Linked DNA regions of Mus musculus: region 2 is linked to region 1. Evidence: chromatin contacts called from public HiChIP or PLAC-seq data. All regions are on one chromosome and are shown on one strand. The core of a region is the stretch at or near the end of the contact, and the rest is flanking DNA. Distances in the headings are between cores, read along the strand shown. Region 1 holds the start of Itga5 (integrin alpha 5 (fibronectin receptor alpha)). Region 2 overlaps Gtsf1 (gametocyte specific factor 1).

Region 1 (4,726 bases), core at 1,030-3,529:
TCTCAGATCAGAGGGTTACCAGAGAGGGAAACCGGAGATACACAGAGGAGCACACAGATGGATCAAAGAGAAGGTGAGATATACAGAACAGGGAGAAATATGAAGAGGAGACAGAGGATGCAGAAGCAGTGGCCTAAGAAGAGAGCAGTGGGCTTGGAGTCAAAGCACCCACATCAGGCTGGGCTGGCAAAATGGTAAAGATACTTGCTACCTCACACTTGATGATCTGAGTTTGATCCCAGGGAGTCACATGCTGCTCTGTTGTTCTCTGACCCATACATGAGTGTCATTATCTGTGCACGATCTCATACACACAAAATAAATGTAAACAAACAAACAGAATTTTAAGCACTCAGGTCCTAAACACTCCGTAACTGGTTAGTCATGTGACCTTAAACAAGTCATCACTCTATAGCAATTTTCTCTTCTAAAGAAAGATTAAATGGACACCCTCTGGGGATCTTTCTCTTACTGGCCTGGAGGGTTATGCTGAAGTCCCTCCAAGCAGGAAGAAATTCCAGTTCAGACTCAACAAGAAGCAGAGCAAAGGGAGGCTAGGCAAAGGCAAGGAAGGCAAGTGAGAAAGCTAGAGGTGTCAGGGCCACTGGGTGAGGACTTATAAGGGCAGAGAGAGCCAAGAGAGGAGGGATATTGGGGAGAGTGGAACAGCTAGCCAGAGAATGACTAAGGGGCTCCTGCGTAAACAGGAGCGAGGAATGGACAGGGAGGGTGCCTGTTTGAGTTGGCCAATGTTGGGGGATTGAGGAGGAGGAGGACCAAGGCAGGACACTATGTCCCCTGTCCCCCACCAAGGCTCCTGGGAGGATCTGAGTCACACACCTCCCTAGCTGTATACCTCCCCCCTTCCTCCCCAGCTCCTAAATCCTGGGAAAAAAATCTAAAAGTCTGGGCTGAGAAAGGAGAGGGCTGGATTCACACATGTGGGACCCAAGCCTCACATGAATGTCTATAAACAGTAAATAAAAGTCCATTCTCCTCTTCACCTGGGTTCCCCCCCTGGCCAATCACACCAGAGGTTGACTTTGGGTACTGCTTGCCTCAGATCCTGACCCACAGATTCCTTATGTTTCCCACCTGACGAAGGGTCAGGACCTGCAGATGTGAAAGTGGAATGGAGCCAGGGTTAGGCTGTAGTCTGTTCAGCTGGCCTCTCTCTGGGGCTGCAATTGGCCCTGGAGATCTGCTTTTGAAGATCTAGCTGGGTGACTGAGGACAGAAAGCAGAGTAAGAGTAACAGATGAGAGGAAGCATGCAGCAGGAAAAAAAAAAAAATGACTCTGGGATTTTTATTCAGCATCCCCTCAGGCCACAACGGGTCAAAAGAGAAGGGCAAGAAGAGGGCAGGATTTTACTCTGTGGGCCTTATTCTGAAAGGGGAGAAGTCCTGGAGGAAAAAGGCTGAGAAGGGAGTAGAAAGCAAAGGGGATTAGGGGAGACTGTAGGCCTCTCTCCCCTCCCCCCAGACTAAGATAAAGACCAGAATCCTGAAAGGTGATCTCATCACACACAGCCTGAGCTAGGGGCTAACAAGGTACCTTCACTTACTACCACCCCTTCCTCTACTTACACAAATAATGCAAGTGTCTTGGGTTTCAGATGGCCAACAGAAGCTGAAAGTTGGTTCCCTTTGAAGACTCCCCACCACCACCATCACAACTGCTACCCATCACTTATCTTTCTGGGGCTTATCCAGGAAATCAGGCAATCTGATGAAGGAACTGAATTGAGAGGTTGGCCACTTGGTCAGGTATCAAATCCAAGAAAGGGCCAGAACAGAGACTTCCAAACCCAACGTTAGCAAATAAAGCCCAATGCTCCTGTGTCAGAGACCCCAAAAGTCCTATGCTTTCCACTCTATCAGCTTGGGGAGGGGCAGCCGCGGAATTCCCGAGGCCAACGAAGCTACCCCAGGAGGCTGTCTGGGGAGCGTTCAGTGACTGGGCTGCAGAGTCCCAATCTAGCTGGCCAGAACCCAGGCACCCAGTGGCCCCGGAAGGCAAGGGGAATCCCTGTTGGCCGGACGCCAGAGGAGTCCCCTGTCTCTCGACCCCAAAGTTTTTTTCCTGAAGAAATGAGGGAGACACACACACACAATATTCAGGCTCCCTCCGCCCCCCAGAGGTGATTCCTTTCCTCATTAGGAAATTTTCTGCTCCCTTTTCCGACTACTTTTCCGAGCGTTTACGTTGTACATCTGGAAAGGAGGGGGAGGGAGGAGGGGGAAGCGGAGAGGAGGGCGAAGAACCCAAGCCCGCCCAGTCTGAGCCAGGCCAGACCACCGGCCTCCAGCTGGGGCCGGAGCCAGGGTTCAGAGGTGCGGCCCCCCACGCCCCTTCGGGTGCGGGGCGCGGCCTCGGCGTCCCCGGGACCCAGGAATGCCCCCCCGCCAGCCGGCCCGGCGGCCGGGGGGAGGGCCCAGCCGGGAGTTTGGCAAACTCCTCCCCGCGTTGAGTCATTCGCCTCTGGGAGGTTTAGGAAGCGGCTCCGGGTCGGTGGCCCCAGGACAGGGAAGAGCGGGCACTATGGGGAGCTGGACGCCACGGTCGCCTCGATCTCCTCTCCACGCGGTGCTGCTGCGCTGGGGGCCCCGACGCCTACCGCCGCTGCTGCCTCTGCTGCTGCTACTGTGGCCGCCACCACTCCAGGTTGGGGGCTTCAACCTAGACGCGGAGGCCCCGGCGGTGCTCTCCGGGCCCCCCGGCTCCCTTTTTGGCTTCTCCGTGGAGTTTTACCGGCCGGGAAGGGACGGGTGAGTGGCGAGGTTGGCGGCGGGAAGCGGGCAGGGGGCCACCTGGAAACTGGGGGCGCGCCGAGGACTGGAAGCGACCAGGACTTGAGTTGGAGGGCGGAGTTTGGAAAGACCAAGACTTGAGTTGGGGGCCCAAGCTAGAATTGGGGGCCCGCGCTGCAGCAGGGAGGGACCGTGGCCGACGTGGAGTGTGAGATCGGTGTCGAAACTTGTGTGGCATGAGGAGAGGACCCGAATCTAGAAGCTGGAGAAGTACAGGCAGGGTCTAAGGGCCAACCGGGAGGAGAGGGCGCAGAAAGCTTAGGGTCTCTGGCGATCTGTGGGCTGCGGGAGACCTGTGGCGGGTGGGAGTCGAGGGGGGTGCGGAGGCCGGGCAGGGCCTTAGGAGGCAGTGGAAGAACCTCGAGATCCTCGGTGGGGCTATTGAGAGGGTTGGAGCTGGGTAAGCGTGTGCCGTAAGAGGAAAGACAGACTGAGAGGGTCGGAAGGTTATGTGGGGGCCAGTCTCATCCTCCCCTCCCCCATCAACTCAGACTCGGGAAAGACCCGGGAGGAAGACGAAGGCTCCCTCCCCTTTCTCCTCATTCTCCTGAATTGCCTCCCACCCCCAGTCTCTTCAGGCGAAGAGATCCAAGAACTTGGGGAGAATCCCAGAACCCTGGCACTGGGGGTACTAGGGCTAGTGGCCGGATCAATCCAGGGCGGTGCACGGATGTGTCGGGAGGGGTGTGAGTGCGCGCGCCTGAAGGGGGGTGGGCGGTTTCCCTCTTGCTCTAGCTCTTGGGAGGAAGAGAAAAGCTGATTTCCTGTAGCTTGTCGGCTGTAGTAGAACTCAGACTTCTGGGACTAGGGTCGGAAGCTGAGAAAGATATAGGCTCTCTGGGCCCAAGAGCATCAGAACGAAGGTTCCTGAAAATCTCTATGGAGAATCCTTATTTCCGGGTAGTAAGCAGACCTAGACTGGTGCCCAGAGGCTTGGGAAAATTAGAGGCCACATTGAAACAAACGTGTTTGTTTAAATAAGGAGAGGAGGTCTGGAAGTAAGAGAAAAGTGACGGTCCCAACTGCTGGGCTAAGGGACCCCAGATGCCATATTCCTGAACCCCTTTGATGACAGCAGTAGGTGTTTCTCCACCTACTAGCTCTGAGCCTCTCTCTGCCCATGGCAGCACCTACACCGACCCTGGGATCTTAGGGCTTGATTGGACCTTTGTCAGAAGTCATCTGATTTTAGCTGTTATTTAATTAGGGGGCTGGGGGTGGGATTAACTCTAGCTAATTTGGTTGGGGAAGGGACAGTTTTTTTAACTTTATCTGAGGGACTTAGGGATGGAAAAACAGAAAGATAACTAGGCCACAGCCGTTGAATTTGAGCTTTTCAAGGTCCCCACCCAACCCCCACCCCGCACCCTGGCCTCTTGCCCAAACCTCATTTCATCACCCTGTCCCGGAGCCTCTGCCAGGGTCCCCCAAATTTCTTACCACAACCCTAATGGAGCAGAGAGGATGGAGGGGGTATAGGGTCTTTTCCCCCATCAGGGTGTCACTCTTCCCCACACAAAACTGTCAGTTCTCTTTTAAAATATCTGTTGGACTTTGCACTCCCAGTAGCCCCTGGCCTGATCCTCCAGTCCCTGAGGTTTCTTCTAAAACAAGCCCCAGCCTCCATTCCTCAAGAGAACCCAGGTGTCCAGCTCACATTCTACTCCGCCCTCACCTTTGCTCTGGGCATAAGCTCTGGGGCATTCTCCTTCCTTGTGACTTCCCTCCCAGCACCTGTGTGTTTTAGACTCCCCTCCACCCCTCTCAGCCCCTTTGTGGCTGTGGTCTTGGTGTTCCTTGTTCCTCCTGCATTACTTCTCATATTGAATAATGAAGAGAACGGGGTGAGCTCTGCTGAGGTTACACAGACATAAAGGGGTGAAGAAGCTTGAAGCCAGGCAGCTCTGGGTGTGA
Region 2 (4,726 bases), core at 947-3,446, 36 kb before region 1:
CTATCCTGCCTTTTGTAATGGAGTAAGATTAATCTAACAGCTGTGATTCACTGATCTGCAATGCTTTCTCAATGCAGTACTGTTTAACTATCATTTTTTAAATCCATATTCTTCTAATTGGGCATTTAAATTTTTGGGGTCTCTTAAGAGTCTTGCAATATTGATATTATTTAGTTATTTTGGTGTGTGTGTATGTGTGTGTATGTGTGTGTGTGTGTGAAAAACCACACAAAAAATCTCCTTTTCCCAGATGAAACCTGGAAGCTCTTCCCTGTGTAACATAGGGCTAAGCTTGGCTGCCTTGCCTAAGATTGCCCAGCCCTACTGCTCATGGGATAGGGACTTTAGGAAGGCTGGGATAGGATTCTATTTCAGCTGTCTTGCAGATACTAGTCCTTCAGTGAATGTTTATCAAATAAATGAGTCGTTGGCCTGTTGCTAGCCAGTACCAATCTCAAGTGAAGCAGATAAATCTGTGGTGGAGTCCATTTTAAACTAATGTTTTTCCTGATTAGAACTGCAAAAGCTAAGTGGAAACACCCAGCCAGGCATGGTGTCTTAGTCTTTAATCACAGCATTCAAGAGAGTCAGAAGTAGGAGAATCTCTGAGTCAAAGACCAGCCTGGTCTACAGAGTGAGTTCCAGGACAGCTAGAACTATATAGTGAAACCCTGTCTCAAAAATAAAAGTTTAAAATAAAGCATTAAAAAATAATAAAAAGAAATACTCTTTAATAATCATTGCTAGAAATTTATCAGTTTCTTCTAGCAATTAGCCACTTTTCATAGGTTTTGACCTTTTTCTCTTTTTTTCTGAGACATGATTTCTCTATATAGCTCTGGCTGTCCTGAAATTTGCTCTGTATACTAGGCTACCCTCAAACTCTGCCTGCCTCTGCCCGCTTATAAGCACTGGAATTAAAGGTGTGTGCCACCCATACTCAGCTTGGTAGGTTTTGACTTTAAATTGTTAAGTACATCTGGAAACAAGAAAATGAACTTTGGCCACAGAAGAAAGATACACTAAGGTGTATCAGAAAAAATACATTGAACAGACCTGGATAAATATGAGGAACTTTGAATTGTTCTCTTAATATGTTGTACAAAATGTCTGATGATCAATACAGTATATAGCTGTTTAGTAAATAAAAAAGACAACTCTATAATGAAAGCATAGGAGAAGCTTCTCATAAGATAAAAACAAAGTGCTTTCTCCCACTCACCCCAACCCACTTTTTTTGAGACAAGGTCTCTTGATTATGTAACCCTAGCTGTCCTGGAACTAAACCAGGCTGGCTTCCAACTCATGGAGATCCACCTTTCTTTGTCTCTTAAGTGCTAGGATTTAAGGTGTGTGGTACCACATCTGGATGGCATTTGGCTTTTTAACTTCACTAGTTGCCCGTGGAGGTCAGAAGAGGGCATCAGATTCCCCAGAAATGGAGTTATAGATGGTTGTGAACCACCTTTTGAGTGTTGGGAATTAAACCTGGGTCCTCTGCGAAAGCAACAAATGCTCTTAACTACTGAGCCATCTCTGCAGCCCTGAATGAATATAATTAAAAGTCTTCATACACACAGATACATATATCAATATTTTTAATTGAGTAATAAAGTATTTGAGAGGAAAAATACCAAAATTAAGTTAATTAGAATTTATTTATTGAAGAATTGTTCAAAGTAGTCAGTTGCCTACAGATTCAGTTCTCACTTGAGAAGCTTTTGACACAGAAATGTACATTAATGACTGTGAAGAATGTTTTTAATTCAATTAGCAAATTTTCATGTACACAGAGGTACTAAAGAGAAGAGGGTCAGCAGGTACTCGGTGTCCTGCCATTAACAACAGTAAATTTCTGGGACAGCTCTCATAAGAGTTTGAGGGATTGTGTCAACTGTGTCAGATGTAGTTGGTACTTCTGTCACTGAAGGGAAGTAAAAACTTTTTTCTCATTTCCTTGCAGATGCCAGACTGTGGAAGACTCTTGCTTATTCCTGCTACCAAGGGTTCTTCTTTTTTCTCTTTATCTAATTATAGAACAGTAAACTGTCTGTGACTTTCAAACTGGCAAGTACTTTTTTTTTTTAAACTGCTGAGACTTTACTCCTCAATTATTTAATGCCAAATATTTATATATTGCTAAAAAAGACAGCTTGATAGTTTGGTTAAATACCTACTAACCTCAAATTAAGAAAAAAAATCACTTCCCATTCTAGTTAATGATACAGTGATGTGAAGCTGTTGTACAGAGTCCAGCTAACATAGACAGAAAACTTGGGTTAAAAAAAGTAACTATGTGTTTATGTTTCTGGCATTTGTAGACCAAAATCTTTTAAGAATTTAAAAAACTGGGCTTTTTATACCTTTAATCCCAACACTCAGGAGGCAGAGGCAGGATAACCTCTTGAGTTAAGGTCAGCTGGTCTACAAAGCAGTTCCAAGAAAGCCAGCAGTACACAGAGAAACCATGTATCAGAAAAACAAAAACAAGCAAAAAATAAAAACCTGGGCTTTTCCTGAACAATACATCTGTTCATCCACTATCTCTGAGATATCTTATGTACTGCAAAACTCCCCATTCTCATTTAGACATCTCTCTGCTTGAATATTTCCAGCAGGGGTTAAGTTTGGGCAGGGCGGGTATCTCCCTATATTCTACCTAGAAAATATACTATCAAGCTAGCTGTGGATTCTATAGGAACAAAGGGAGGCTCAAATGGATAATTGGAGAAAGCATGGGCTTTCCACCTGTCGCATTTGATTTGAATTGAGAGTATAAATGTGTGAGGGGCCCTCATTATTGCCTTGGGATATGTGCATAGCAATTTAGATTTTTGTTTTGTTTCACTCTTTGGTTTTTCAAAAGAGGTTTTCTCTGTGTAGCTCTGGCTGGCCTTGAACTCAAGAGATTGCCTGCCTCTGCCTCCCAAGTGCAGGAATTAAAGGCATGCGTGACACCACCTCTTGGCACATTTTTTAAGCCTGTGTTGTTCAAGGCCTGCTCTAGCTTACAAAGAGAGAGTTCCAGACAGCTACACAGAGAAGCCCTGTCTTGAAAAACCTTTAAAAAGCTGGGCAGTGGTGGCGCACACCTTTAGTTCTAGCACTTGGGAGGCAGAGGCAGGCGGATTTTTAAGTTCGAGGCCAGCGTGGTCTACAAAGTGAGTTCCAGGACAGCCAGGGCTACACAGAGAAACCCTGTCTCGAAAAAACAAACAAACAAAAAAACATTAAAAAATAAAAGATGGTCTCACTCTGTAGCTCATGCTTGTCTGGAACTCGTGGCATTTCCACACCACCAACCCCCTCTTACTTATCCTAGGCTGGTTTACAAACATAAGCCACCATGTCTGGCCCTGGAGCCGTTTTTGTAGCAGTTTGTTTCGTTTTTTGTTCCTGTGATGAGGATTGAACCCAGGAATTCACACATGCTAAACTGTACCACTGTGCTGCATTCCTGGCCCTTCTAGGCCAGCTTTGGTTGTTTTGGGGCAGGTTTAGCTTGTTTTAAAGCCATGTGCATAAAGAAGGACTTGGAAGAAGCACACTGACAAATACTTCCAAGTGCTCTTGTAGGCTTGTTTGCAGGTGATAGACGGGGAGGGTGAGTAGCTCCTTGTGTATGGACTTGGTATTTCCAAGACTTTTACCTAAAGCACATTTCTTTCCTAACGAGCAAAGCTGTGTTCTATTTTATTTTCAAGCTCTAAAAATTGCTTTAAAATCAGCATGAGTGGGCTGGAGAGATGGCTCAGCGGTTAAGAGCACTGACTGCTCTTTCAAAGGTCCTGAGTTCAAATTCCAGTAACCACATGGTGGCTCACAACCACCATAATGAGATCTGAGACACTCCCTCTTCTGGAGTGTCTGAAGACAGCTACAGTGTACTCACATATAATAAATAAGTAAATTAAAAAAAAAAGATCAGCATGAGCATATTATCCCTTCCTGTAGCTATGTAATCTTAAGGGGGTAACTATAATATTTCTTCTGGAGATGATGTTAATATATTGAGAAGGAATGAACCACCTATGTGCCCCCAAAGTCCGGAGATAAGTAACTTTTGATTTGTTTGTTTCGGTAATAACAAAACAAAACTGCATGCTGCACTTCAGGGAGGAATTCTGAACCAGTTTTGGAAATAACAGATATGAGTTTAATTGCAACATATTTGTGCAAAGAAATTCAAAAGAAAATAGTTCCAGATATGGTGGCTTGTATAACCAGCCTTGACAGGCTGAGGCAAGAAGATTGTCCCTATGTTTGAGCATAACCTGGGCTACATAGTGAGTTCTGAAACAAAAACAGGAGAGAAGGAAGGAAAGAGAAAGAGGGAGAAACTCATTTTTTGTATAATTTTTCAAAATAAGGTAATACCATCATTCATGAAAATCCTAGTTTATGGGCTGGGTGCAAGGCTTCTATGGTGGAGCTCTGCTTTGCGTGCCTGAACCCTAGTTTGTTCCCCAGCACTGTATACTTGTGTTTTGTTTTTTTTTATTTGGGCCTTGCTATATACGCCTCAAACTCCATTTCTCTGTCAATTCTCCCAGGCATAAGATTATGGCAGAAATACCACCATTAACCCCTGTATACTGGTTTGGTTTGGTTTGGTTTTTTGATGTAGTGTCTCAATACTCAGTACATGTATCACGTGATATATTTGACCCTATCTCAAAAACATTCCATTTTTTTAAGATTTTTTTTGATCTGTATGTGTCTATAT

What was found. HiChIP or PLAC-seq counts read pairs in DNA pulled down with a chosen protein or histone mark.
Region 2: a contact with region 1 is called in an H3K27ac HiChIP or PLAC-seq map of microglia, with 3 times the contacts expected there. The contact joins the enhancer-like site here to the promoter of Itga5 in region 1. A contact is called at or near these places in 4 of 39 promoter capture datasets (the HPC-7 cell line, embryonic stem cells, hippocampal neurons and 1 more), 1 of 15 datasets of contacts at CTCF or cohesin (the NIH/3T3 cell line), 18 of 484 Hi-C or Micro-C datasets (the C10 cell line, the C2C12 cell line, the G1E-ER4 cell line and 12 more), 7 of 115 datasets of contacts at active chromatin or transcription factors (bone marrow-derived macrophages, embryonic fibroblasts, embryonic stem cells and 1 more) and 3 of 9 other capture datasets (adipose tissue, liver and pancreatic islet).

What each region holds. Positions count from the first base shown.
Region 1 is chr15:103,364,344-103,369,069 of GRCm38.p6, reverse strand. Itga5 (integrin alpha 5 (fibronectin receptor alpha)) reads left to right here and starts at 2,279. Exons shown (of 30, transcript NM_010577.4): 1 at 2,279-2,770. The coding sequence starts at 2,544.
Region 2 is chr15:103,399,796-103,404,521 of GRCm38.p6, reverse strand. Gtsf1 (gametocyte specific factor 1) reads left to right here. Exons shown (of 9, transcript NM_028797.1): 9 at 1,964-2,064. Among named protein-coding and RNA genes, the nearest start is that of Gm52195, 8.5 kb to the left of the region's middle. Within about 2 kb of position 2,196, at least 9 of the 459 cell types and tissues checked have an H3K27ac peak or open chromatin away from gene starts, as enhancers often do. A contact at or near this core is called in bone marrow-derived macrophages, microglia and pre-B cells, where this site is marked.